Regions from separate parts of the Mus musculus genome. Here region 1 is linked to region 2. Evidence: chromatin contacts called from public HiChIP or PLAC-seq data. All regions are on one chromosome and are shown on one strand. Each heading gives the region's core, a stretch centred on a gene start, on an enhancer-like site or on the middle of the called end of the contact. The rest is flanking DNA. Distances are from core to core; before and after follow the strand shown.

Evidence for each region. HiChIP or PLAC-seq counts read pairs in DNA pulled down with a chosen protein or histone mark.
Region 1: a contact with region 2 is called in an H3K27ac HiChIP or PLAC-seq map of embryonic stem cells, with 2.9 times the contacts expected there. The contact joins two enhancer-like sites. A contact is called at or near these places in 1 of 15 datasets of contacts at CTCF or cohesin (the NIH/3T3 cell line), 4 of 115 datasets of contacts at active chromatin or transcription factors (all in embryonic stem cells) and 4 of 9 other capture datasets (adipose tissue, embryonic stem cells, liver and 1 more).

What each region holds. Positions count from the first base shown.
Region 1 is chr1:182,059,836-182,065,954 of GRCm38.p6, forward strand. No RefSeq gene overlaps it. Among named protein-coding and RNA genes, the nearest start is that of n-TSgct1, 6.9 kb to the left of the region's middle. Within about 2 kb of position 4,061, at least 20 of the 459 cell types and tissues checked have an H3K27ac peak or open chromatin away from gene starts, as enhancers often do. A contact at or near this core is called in embryonic stem cells, where this site is marked.
Region 2 is chr1:181,899,156-181,905,446 of GRCm38.p6, forward strand. Enah (ENAH actin regulator) reads right to left here. Exons shown (of 15, transcript NM_010135.3): 15 at 1-6,291. Among named protein-coding and RNA genes, the nearest start is that of Gm33669, 24 kb to the left of the region's middle. Within about 2 kb of position 1,871, at least 5 of the 459 cell types and tissues checked have an H3K27ac peak or open chromatin away from gene starts, as enhancers often do. A contact at or near this core is called in embryonic stem cells, where this site is marked.

The sequences.
Region 1 (6,119 bases), core at 2,811-5,310, 160 kb after region 2:
TAGAACTTCCTTTTAAACAGCTATTGATATATTGGGAGGCACACGTGCCACCACATGTCTGTGGCAGTCAGAGGTTCACTTGTAGAAGTCATTTCTCTCCTTCTATCGTGTGAGTTCAGAGACCAATCTCAGGCAGTCAATCTTGGCGGCAAGTTCCTGCTGAGTCATCTCACCATCCCATCAATCACTAGCCAATCCTGTATCTTTGCCAGAACTTATGTGTAGGGCTGTGCATCTGTATGTGAGTATGTACATGAGTATGGTGTCTAGGAAGCAAGAAGAAGGTTTCTGATTCCCTGGAACTGAGTTTTATAGGAGGTTGCAAACCATCAGTCATGAGTGCTGGGAACCGGTCAGGTCCTCTTTAAAATCACCAAGTGCTCTTAACCACCAAGCCAGCTCTCTATTCCCAAAGCTCTATATCTCAATGCTGTTATAGTGGAAATTACATTTCGTTATGAGTTTGGGAAGGGACATTCAAATCATAACAGTTTGAAAAATAACCTGCAAAGTCCTTGCCGTGACCTTTGCACGGCTCAGGGCACTGGGACACTGTCCCTTTAATCTTAGTTGTCTGTCTGTCTGTCTGTCTGCCTGCCTGCCTCTGGGCCCTTGCACAAGACCTGTTTTCTCACCCTTCCCTGTTCTGATTCTTGCACCCTGTTCTTTCTTCAGCATAGAGCTTCAGCTTTCTCTGACCCCTCAAGTTAGTTTAAACCCTAAATATGTTTACCTTTCCTTTAGCATTTACCTAAAATAATTATTTCGTAATGTATTGCTCAAGTCTGTTTAGCCTTCTGGACTGTTTGTGAAGGTGTAAGTGTTCCCGTTTACCACCTGAACTATACAGCCCCAAGCTCGGCATCTGCTGTGTAGTAACCTCTTGTACACACTTTCTAAATAAATGAAAATTTACAGGCATGCAGAGTTGGCTTTTTTTTTTTTCTTCTGAGAGTATTTGTTAATGCCTCTCAATATATATATAGTCCTCTGGCTGTGCTGGTCAGCAACAGCTCATCTTTAGCCTGCAGCAAGATAGGCACAGAAGCTGAGAGAGTTTGAAAGTCTAATGGCAATCACTAAAGTGTTGGTTTGCAGCGATTTGGAAGTGTTTGACACTGAAAATGAAGTTAGTCCTGCATCACAGTGGAGCAGTGTTGCTGTGGATTATACATTGCAAACCATCATTGTACTAATATACACTTCTCGCCCTTCTCTTCCTTGCCCTCACCTTCTGCCGTGTTAAGCACAGTCTGGCTCCAGTAAACACCAGGTAAATATCTGTTATTGTTACAACTTACAATATGCTTGGGAGAACAAGTTTATACAAAGTAAGGCAGGAAAAGGAGAAGGAGGAGGAAAAGAGGAGGAAGAGGAGGAAGAGGAGAAAAGGGGGGGGGGAATAGACCTGTGAGACAGCTTCATGGGTTACGGGGCTTACCAAGTCTAATAACCTGAGTTCTATTCCCAGGACCCACATGGTGGAAGGAGAGAACTGACTCCCACAAGTTGTCCTCTGACCTCCAGAGTCATTCTGTGCCACATGGCTGCCCCACCCACCTACATACACATGCACATGATTAAGATAAAATGCAGAGTTCATAGACCGGGCAGTCTGTGCACCTCAGTGACACAGCTTCTCAGTATCTTATCCTCAACATTTAAAAGAACCAATGACAAAAAGATCGATAAGAGATGGTTGTGATAACAGCAATCACTCGGACAGGACAGCAACAGAGGTGGACATCAAGCCTGATCTGAGAGCCCACGGAGGACAGTAGGCCATGTGCCCAAGGCAGGCTGAGGCCGGGTTCTGATCTCCGGGCAAGGAAGATATCTGCACAGCAGAGCTCGTATGTTCATGCCTGGTTCTTCCTTGGGAAAAAGTTGCAAGTTGGATGATCACAGAAGGAGGAATACACCTTCTTTTTTTTTTTAAGATTTATTTATTTTATTTATATGAGTACACTGTAGCTGTCTTCAGACACACCAGAAGAGTGTCCTTTCCCACCCCACCCCTGCAACCCCTGCTCACCACAGACCAGTAACCTTGGGAATACCTTGAACTCATGGATTCCCTGGAGACTGCGGGCACAGTGGTACAGCACCTACCTGCTACTCACCATGCCCTGCTCTTGGTCTCCAGTAAGACAAAGGAGAAAAGACTAGAAGGCCTCTCTGAAGGCTCGGCCTGGCTCTTCCCCCATTCTCTGATAGGACGTCCAGTCTGTGCCACGGAATTTAGGATTCAGATTATTTCGCCTTCGCGGCTCAGCATTATTTGGTGTGTGTTCATTTAGCCATGCCTCCTTCCCACTTGACGAGCAAGCTCTTGGTGACTGCTTCCCCAGCACAGAGCAGCGCCCAGGACAGGGCTATAAGAAACCTTGTCAGTGGTGAGGACCATAACTCTGGGACATCAATAAAGCTTAGGGGTTAGGGGAGTGTTGGACACAGGGCCTCGTCACTTGTGACCTTAGAGGGAGAGTGAAAACAATAAGCGACAGAGTCAGAAGTGTACTGGAGAATCTTGTTAAGAGCTTGTCAATCAAAACAGGGCAGGTACAGGAGGCCAGACAGGGGGTGGGAAGGGTGGGAGCGAGGGCTCAGTGATTAAGAGCATTTGCTGCTCTTCCAGAGGACTTGAATTCAGTTCCCAGCACCTACCTGATGGCTCACAACCATCTGTAACTCCAGTTTTAAAGGATCTGATGTCCTCTTCTGGCCTCTGAAGGCACCAGGCACATGCATGATGCACATTTATGCATGCAGCTGAAACATACATGTAAAGTAGAAATAAGTCAATAGAGAGGTGGTGTGACAATGAGCTCAAGATAGAAGAGGGCTGGGGATGTGGTAGGGCACACGTGTAGCCTGAGGGTGGTCCTTGTTCAATGCCCTGCACCAAAGATACACTCAAAAGTGGAGAAAGTCTGAGGCTGTAGGCTGTGGTAGATCTAGCCTAGCATACCTAAGAGTTAGGACCTACCTATTGTAAACAAAAAAAAAAAAACTGAGCCAAAAAAATGTAGCAGCGGACTGAGCTTGTGTGCCTGCATCCAGGAATCAGTGCATATGGTGAGGAAGCACTGTGGGCAGGAGGGGCTGGTTGGGGAATTAGAGTCTCCAAAGGCAAAGGATCTAGGGGCTCAACGGTAGGACCAACCTTGGCTCCAAGGTGAGATCCCGCCAGTCTTGGTCATTTAGTGCTGCTGCCACACAACACACCCAGACTGGGCAACAGTAAAGGCAAGAAATGTACTTCTCATGAGGTGTTGGCGCCTGTTAGGGGTCTTCTTGGCTGTATCACTCCTTGGCATAAGAGAGCCGGGCGTGGTGGCGCACGCCTTTAATCCCATCACTTGGGAGGCAGAGGCAGGCCGATTTCTGAGTTCAAGGCCAGCCTGGTCTACAAAGTGAGTTCCAGGACAGCCAGGGCTACACAGAGAAACCCTGTCTCGAGAAAAGAAAAAAAAAAAAAAAAAAAGGAAAAGGGGCCGGGCAGCGGTGGTGCACACCTTTAGTCCCAGCACTTGGGAGGCAGAGGCAGGCAGATTTCTGAGTTCAAGGCCAGCCTGGTCTACAGAGTGAGTTCCAGGATCTCCAGGGCTATACAGAGAAACCCTGTCTCAAAAACAAAAACAAAACAAAACAAAAGTGCCCCCCTCAACGTTGTATTGCTCCAGTGTAAAACTTTAACCAGGGGGAAGCATTCAGACAAATACTTTTCTGACAGATGAAGGTAGGAAGTGATTCAAAGATACTGAGCAGGTGGGGGAGGGAGCCGGTAGACTTGATATCAGGCTCTTCCTCAAGCTCCCAGCTCCTCTCACTGTCTTTGCTGACAGTGGAAGAACTTTGAGGGTGCCGAGAGGCCAGGATAATGGGCAACAGAGCCAGAGTGCCAGAATCAGTCCAGCGTGTACGTATCCAACACGTTCCCAATGCAGAGAAGCCTTAAAGATACAGTGACGGAGGGTCTGAGTCCTCTCCCAGAGCTTGTAGACTGGAGGAGGAGCCTGCACAGGCAGTGTTAAAATGGTGGTGAGTGTGGCTTGTGCTGAGTAGGAAATGAGTGGAACACAAAGGCCAGAAAGACTACTTCCGGTGGGGAAAGCCTCGCAGTGTGGCTGAGTGAGGAGAAGTGGTGTAGGTGAGAAAAGCTAGATCAGGCCTCTCTGGAGCACTCAGGTGTAGCCTGCAGGAAGGGAAGGCTTCCCGCAGGGCAGCCGGGAGGGAGGGAGGAAGGAAGGCCTGTGAGGAGAGTGTACAGACCTTATGGATGGAAAGAAGCAGAAGCTTAGAGACAGAACCAGACCGGGCTAGTTGGCTGCCGCAGCGGGCTTCAGTGACTGGCCAGGTGAGGCATGGATAGGAAGTGATGAGGGAGTCACTCAAAGGAGAATCGGTTTTCTGGAGGAAGATGACAAGGAGCTTATTTGAGCCTGTGGACCAGAGAGGCCTTTAGGGATGTAAATGGAAGACAAGGACCCCCAAAATGCCAGCACTTAGGAAGTATAAGCAGGAAGATCAGAAATCTATGGTCATCTTCAGTGACAGAGGGATTAAAGCCATCCCGGGACATATGAGACCTTGTCTAAAATGAAACAGAGGCGGGATAGGGGCACAAACCGGTCATCCCAGGACTTGAGAAGATCAGGAATACAAAGCCAGCTCCTGCTACATGAGCTGCCTGAGGCCAGCCTGGGCTACATGAGTCACAATCTCAAAAATAAATAGTCAAATAATAAATAAGTAGTAAGAGTGAGTCTGTCAATCTAGTGCCGAGAGGCCGGAAGGGCGCCTCGAGTCTCTAAAACCAGCTCAGACTGGGTAGTGAGTTACAGACCTGTCTGAAGAACGAGAGTCTGAGAGAGTGACAAGTGTGGGGGAGGGGGACACAAAGATGTTCTTAATTGTGTCGCTCTTGAAAAATAAAGACAAGAAAGTACACAATCCAGTCGGGTGAGGAGGGGCAGGAGCTGTAAAGTAAAGGTGAGAAGCAGACACAGGGAGGCCATCAGACAAAGAGTGGAGTGGCACAGGAAAGCCAGAGGAAGTAGCTCACTCAGCCTTGGAGGAAGAACGGTAGTCTAACCATTAGAAAACCTTTCTTAAGCCAGGCACAGTGCTTACTGGGGACAGGGGTGGGTGGGTAGAGGATGGAACTCAGTGCCTGGTGCATGCTAGGCAAGTGTGCCTGCTACAGAGGTATGCCTTTGCCCACCCATAAAGTAGATACAGTTGATATGTACATTTTTAAAAAGAAAATAATCTCTCTCTCTCTCTCCCTCTCTCTCTCTCCTCCACCCTTTTATTCTCCTACCTACCTTCCACCTCTCTCTCATACCCACACTCTGGAGAACTCATGAAAGCAAGCAAGGTCTCTCAAACTGGGCGCTTGCCAGTTTGGCTAGACTGGCCTGGGATCTTCCTCTCTGCCTCTGCAGAGCTGGGATCCTAGGCCACCAGGCCTGGCTTTTAACATAGGTCCTGGGAGATCTGGACTTAGGGTGCCTGTCTTCCTCAGCGACTGTGTTACTGACCAAGCCACCTTTCCAGCCCCACTGGGGACGGTTTTTAACTAATGTCTCCTCAATTGTCACGGCTGGTAAAGAAAAGGTCCCAGGGCTGGTGAGAGACTGAGCTGAGATTTGCAGGTGGATCTACAGGTTTGCTGACCAAGTGTGAAGTCTTGCACTCTGTGAAGAAGGAGAGACTGGTGGCGGTGGAGCGCCCACCAGAGAATTTAGCTGCCATTCTCAGCAGGACAAGCAGAATGATAGGCGAGCTCCTGACAGGGCCATACAGCAACTGGAGTGGCCAGGGAAGCTTCAGTTCTCCCCAGCGCTTGCCTTTCACACCTGAGCTTGGCCTGCATGGGAGAGGGGCTTCTGCATCGCTCAAGGAATTCCAGAATGGAAGGAAACCTCGGGTTCCCTGCCAATGGTAACGTTCATCCAAACAGCAGTCCTCCTGGGTCCTGGGAGAGTGTGGAGCCATGCCCATGGGAAGAGCAGTCTTGCAGGCTGCCAACCCACCCCCCACCCCCGCCACCCCACAGACAACTTTGTAATTTGTGTTTTCATTTTAGAACCTACCACGTCTCTGTGGTAAGA
Region 2 (6,291 bases), core at 621-3,120:
TGCCTCAGGGCTCACATCCACAGTTAAACAGGAGCACAGAGACAAGATACACATCTGAGATGTCTCACAGGAACCACAGATGCCCAAGTTCACTGTCAGCAAATGAAGCAAGGTGTCCAGAGTAAGTAGACAAACTCCTGAAACTGCTCCCTGCCCTTGTGGTCAACAGAAATTGTATCTAGACTTTAACCTGTCCCTACCACCACCACCTAAATATTGAGACCTTCCTAATTACCTTTCTGAGATACAGTTTTCCCAGGCAAAGCGCAAAGCTGGTACCACACACTACGCAACAAGGTTGGTCCCCAAAGGGCTAAGCCAACTTAGTTCTACTCCTGATACACAAGAGAGGCCTGGTGGCTTTGGCATCATGTAGGGCTTGTGGTTTAAAGACAACCGCCCCACCCCCAAACAGACAGACCTCAGAACTGAGGATCAAAATACTCAGAGAAATTCCAGAAGTTAGAATATCAAATGCCAAAACTCACCTAGGTGAAACTTGGCCATGGAATGACAATCTTCTATGTCTCTACTAAAAGAAGTTTAAAATCTTAAAAACAACAAAACAAAAACAAACCAAAACTTTATAGGAAGGCTGGGTAGACAGAATTGACTAGAGAATATTGAATTTCAAACATTTTTTTTTCCTTAGGTATCAAACTTGAAAAAGGTTCCTGTGTTACTTACTTCATGATTAAAGCTGCATTTTGATTTTTTCAATACTAGGGACCTCATACACACTGTGTATTCCCACCACAACAGGGATGAATCCCAGAGCCAGACTCGATGCACACTTCTTTCCCTGGGGTTTTATTTCCTTTGCGACACCCAGCGCCGGCTAACACCCTATCTATCGGCAACATCACTCACTGCCTGTATTAGACATGTAATTTTCTTTTGAAGGAGTCTGTTTCTACTGCTAAGGACATCTTTCTGGACTCAGAAGGGGGCAGCTGAGACATATTTACGGGCTAAATGGAGACTGTCACTTACAAATAGCTCTTCAATGAAGTGCATGGACATTTCTAACTTTTATTAGAATGTGAAATTCTTTTAACTCTGTTTAATTTTTGTTTAGAAAAGGCTGGATTTAGTGATGAGTTCACCATGCTCTTGAGTTTCCTAACTCAAGAGAGTCAAGTACTCCTCCCTCTCCGCTCTTATCTGGGCCTCCTTTATCCAGGAATCCTGGGGTTCCACACCAAAAACTTCTAAAAGCTCTTTATTGGAATACCCAGTAAGCTTCAAACTAGGTAGGGTGTGGTGACTGATCTCTGGTTCAAGCACTTAACCAAAGCTTCAGTTTTCAGTTATTCTCTATGTTAATGAGCAAGCACTGGAAACCTACAGGTGCTCAGGGAGTTCTACAACAGAGCATCTATAACCGAAGGGAAACGCCCTTTCCCAAACCCTCTCCTCCTCACACAATCCCTATCTTTACAATTTCAACAAATAGAACCAATGATTGTAGAAAATTCTTTTTAACATCAAGTCACAGTAACCAAGTCACTTTCTACCCTTCAGTGACGGTTGCTTTACAAATTAACATAGTTCATACTTCAACAATTTTCAAATTTATCCTAAAGCCCCATCTTCCTTATGTGAGGTATTCATTAATATTGTACCGATAGAAGGCCCCTGTCTGTAAATGGTAATTTTACTGTACCATTTTACTTTCTTTTCTAATCAACTAATCAATCTTAATGTTTAAATTTTGAATCTTTCATTGTTCCAGCATTAAGATATAAAGAAAAAAAAAAGGGGGGGGGCAGGGCTAGAAAGCTAGCTGAATTGGAAGAGTGTCTGCCTCCCTTGCAAGCACAAGGTCATCAGTTAAGATTCCAGAATCCATGTAAAACAGAGCAGCTGGGCGTGGTGGTACAAGCTAGGCAACCCAGCAGCAAGCAGCAGACAGGATCTCCTGAGGCTCACTGCCAGCAGGTCTAGCTGAATTTGTGACCCTGTCTCAAAGCAGGTGGGTGCCAAGGTTGAACACTGGTTTCTACATGCTCATTCTCACATTCACCCACAAAGAGGCTTTAGAAAGAAGCTTGGTACTTCAAAAAGCCACCAAGGTAAACATAAGGGAACAAGATTTAGTGCAGAGCCTATTTTGATGTTGGGAATAGAAAGACTATATCATATCCCCGCCCTCAACCCCAAGAATATTTGGCATAAATAAATGGCTTCTCTTGAGAGATTGACGATTTTAGTTTCTCAAACAGGCGTATGCTTAACTGAAAGCGATTCCTGTACGTACATGTTCTCCAGGATCTTCACATGAAGTACTGACCAGAATAACTGTTTAGTCAGATTCTTTAAAATACAACAAGTTTTGATTAAAAAAAAAAAAAAAAAGGAACTGAACTTATAAAACAGTAAATGCCTCTCACCAAAGAGTCACAGAGCTCTGGGGAGATGATCAGATACCAATTGTATTAAAAACAAAAATGCCGTCACCAGAACAGGTTGAGTCTGGAAGTGAAAACTATTCTGCCTTTGGAAGTGGGCTTTCTAGTGTGATAAAGGGACAGACACCCCCCTACACTCTGCTTTTTATGTTCATCTTGAGTTCCTTTATGCTCCGCGTTTTTATGCTTACGACCCATAGGATTTTACTGATTTGTTTTAGACACGGTTTCTCTATGCATCCCAGCCTGACATCAGATCCACAATCCTCCTGTTTCTGTCTCCAGGATGCTGGATTACAGATACGCCCATAGGATTAAAGACCGTGGTAAAGGGCTTAAGTAATTCTCATGGCGACAAGAAATCAAACAGTTCCTGCAGCCCTGCCTGGCAAGCCCTGAATCGTACAAACATGAATTCTTCACAGCCTCACTGCAAAGATGGGCAAAAGTTAAGAGACAGTAATTTTAGCTAAGCAAATGGAAAAGCTTAGGACTTGCTACTTAATTCATTTTCGAATTTAAGTGACTTTAATTTGTAGATAAAGCAGGAGTGTAAGTTGGAACCAAAAGAAAAATCAGCTGGCTGTCTTCACAACAGTGAGCAACACAAGGTGGTTGCAAATGCAAATTAATGCCAGGAACAGGAAGCACAAAGAGGACGGAGGAGCTTGGGAGAGATGCCGAGGTCTGATAAAGGGGGAAAGACACACACACACACACACACACACACACACACACACACACACACACACACACACACACACACAGAGACACACAGACACAGACACACACACACACACACACACACAGACACACAGACACACACACACACACACACACACAGACAGAGTTGTACTTCTAATGAGGAAATTACAAGTTTGGAAAATGGAACTTTGTAATAGATAAAGGTGCTGAGACATATATATAAGTATATATAAAAAGCCAACATAAAGAGATCACTGTAGAGGGTACAGACTGCTACATTTAAAGTTAATTACTTGGCAATATCCTTTAATATGCAAATTACATAAAGAAAAAAAATGAACCGTGTAAATGAAGTGAAATATATATATGACTGTGTTATAGGACAAAAGAATGGAGTAAAACACTTTTCACCACATTGACTACAAGCTGTGCTGGGAGCATGTAAGACAGAAGAGGCACACAGCGCTTACTGCAAAACAAAAGGTAGAAAGATCATTACATATTCCCTTCGTGTTTTCCACTACGCCAGACGTGGATGAAATCTTTAAAGAACAGTGACATGATGTTTAAACTGTAAACAGTGAAACCCTGGGCTTCCTAAGGTGCTGATTTCACACCCAGTATCACTTGGTTTGGAATTAACACATCATTGCAGAAGACCATCTAAGTGTCACAAACAAGAAACATGCACATACTGCAATTTTATTTCAATCGCACAAATGAAGTTAGTGTGTAGGAGAGTTAACTGGAACAGCTATGGTGGTAACAGCAGAGAACTGAAAACCTAGACAGGAAACACGCCTGCGGCATGAGGACCGGACATTCATCAGCGGTTCATCTTCAGTTCTGATTGACACGTTTTGAACAGACTTTGAGATCACGGTTACTATTCTCAAGAGATTTCAGCACCACGCTAAGGTTTGTACATTCAGATTGTTTGCTATGGACGTGCTAGCCATTCAGAGTGTATTGTAGAGTTGTCGCAGGTCAGATCACAGTGTTGAGGAGAGCAGAGCCTTCCTGTCATCACAGACGATCCCTAAACTGGACTCAGCTGAAGACAGTCAACACACAGAAGCAAGGACCCACCGTCACAATATGGTTCCAAGGAACAGTTTTGGGAAAACAACTCAAGCTTTAGCTTGCGATTGTAGTCACTGAAATCTCTAGCGACGACACGACTGTCCTGGGTGACAGTGAAGCATCCAGGTAGGAGCACATTTAGTCATGTGGGAGGACGTACTATCATGGAGGATACAGATACAGCATGAGCCAATGTCGGTTCTTTTTTTTTCTTTTTTTGTCATTTTTACAGACATTGTGTTAAATATTAGACCAAGGCACAAAACGTTTAGTGCATAAACCAGCTTTGTTTAGGACTTAGCATTTGACTTCAGCATTTTTGTCTCACTTTGGACCATCTAGACCCAGTACTCTACGTACTACAGACTATTTAACATTAGCAACAAAATGAAAAGCGATTTTTGATCAGATCTGTAAGGGATGTACACACGTACACAATCAAAGTAGTTGCGTAATCAAACGTTCAACAGTAAATGAGATGCATACTTCTTTTAGAACAGCGTACATGCTTGCCGCATCCTTAATGCCTTTACTATTCCTGCGAGACGACGACTGATGGGTAGAGAAAGCCACAGAATTGACTTATGACCGCTCATCCCTCACACTTTAATCTAAAGATGAAGTTTCTACAGAAACAAACACTCTTAACAAAACCCCTCATTCACACGGCTCTGCAGTGGGGTTAGCTGCAAACTGCAGGGTTTAGAAAACTACTCTCATCAAGCTTTGCTTTACAGCTGAGACATAGGAAATCTAGAAAGCAAATCAAAGTGGATTGTATCTACTATTTTTTTAGCAAAAGTTTTGATAGCCAAAGATTCCAAAGCAAATATGGCACATTAATAACTCAAGCATAAATCATGATGGACAGCCTGGAGAATTTTTGATTTCCTAGATTTTCCAAAAAGCTAACATTACAACATATAAAATTTTCTCCCTTATTTTAATCTTGCCAATTATAAAGGGGTGGAACATAATATCTATCACACACTCTTAAGCTCGATCACTTTCTCTCTCTCTCTCACCTGTGTGCGTGTGTGTGTGTGTGCGCGCGCGCGCGCGCACACACACACACACACACACACACACACTCAGGGTGTAACAGCAGACACTCCCTACCACTTAAGCCTCACTTTAGTTCTATTAAAAGAAAGCTGCAGAACTCCTCATTGGTCTCCCTTACCTAGTGACTTATGTGACCCTGGTTGCTGCCATTATTGATATTTCTTGTATTTTAGCACAGCAAAGGTCAAGGAGCAGCCGCAGAGTCAGGAGCGTGAACCCAAGCACTGCAGCACTGTGGGGGCCGCGTGAAAATAACTGCCAAATTCAGTGATCAAACTCGTGAGTTCCACAGTGAGACGGACTCACATGTTACGCTCAGAATCATGTTTCAGACCGTTGAAATTGCTGGTTAAAATACAAATAGCTGAAGACATGATGTAAAAGATTAAGTACTTGGTTTTGTTAACATGTTTACTGATTAAAGTCACAAAATATTTTTCATTATAATTCATGCAGATAATTGAGAAAAAAAAGATAGTGCAGAAATTAACTTTAAATAAAAAGTTATTCCTTCCCTTCCTCCCACTTCCCTATATTCTACAAAATATTTTCCCTGGGACTAGGCCCTGAAAAGGCCACTACATATTAGTGTGACATGCATTATTGTCTGTAATTAAAAAAGCTAACTTTGTGGTGATTGTAATTACATTATAAAAATGTCCACATGCATATGTCTAAAAAAGGTTGAAAACCTACAGTAAATCTATAATAGAATGTTTTCCATTTGACCACTGTTGGTTATGTAGAAGTCATAGATTTGGTAAAGCATTGTAACAATTTAGGAAGGCATCTAAATCTTTAATTTCTGGACGGACTTTATGTTTTAAACTACAAAATTGCATGAAGGCTAACCCGAGAGACTTCCTATCATTCTAAAATTCCTCAAGTGGGACTAAACATTTTGGGACCTTTCGTATTAAACACCACCCTCTGAAAGCACATACAACTCCGTTTGTTCCATCCTTTATGATCTTAGTGTTCACGGAATATCAAATATGATAGGAAGACAAACCTGAGAGAAACATTT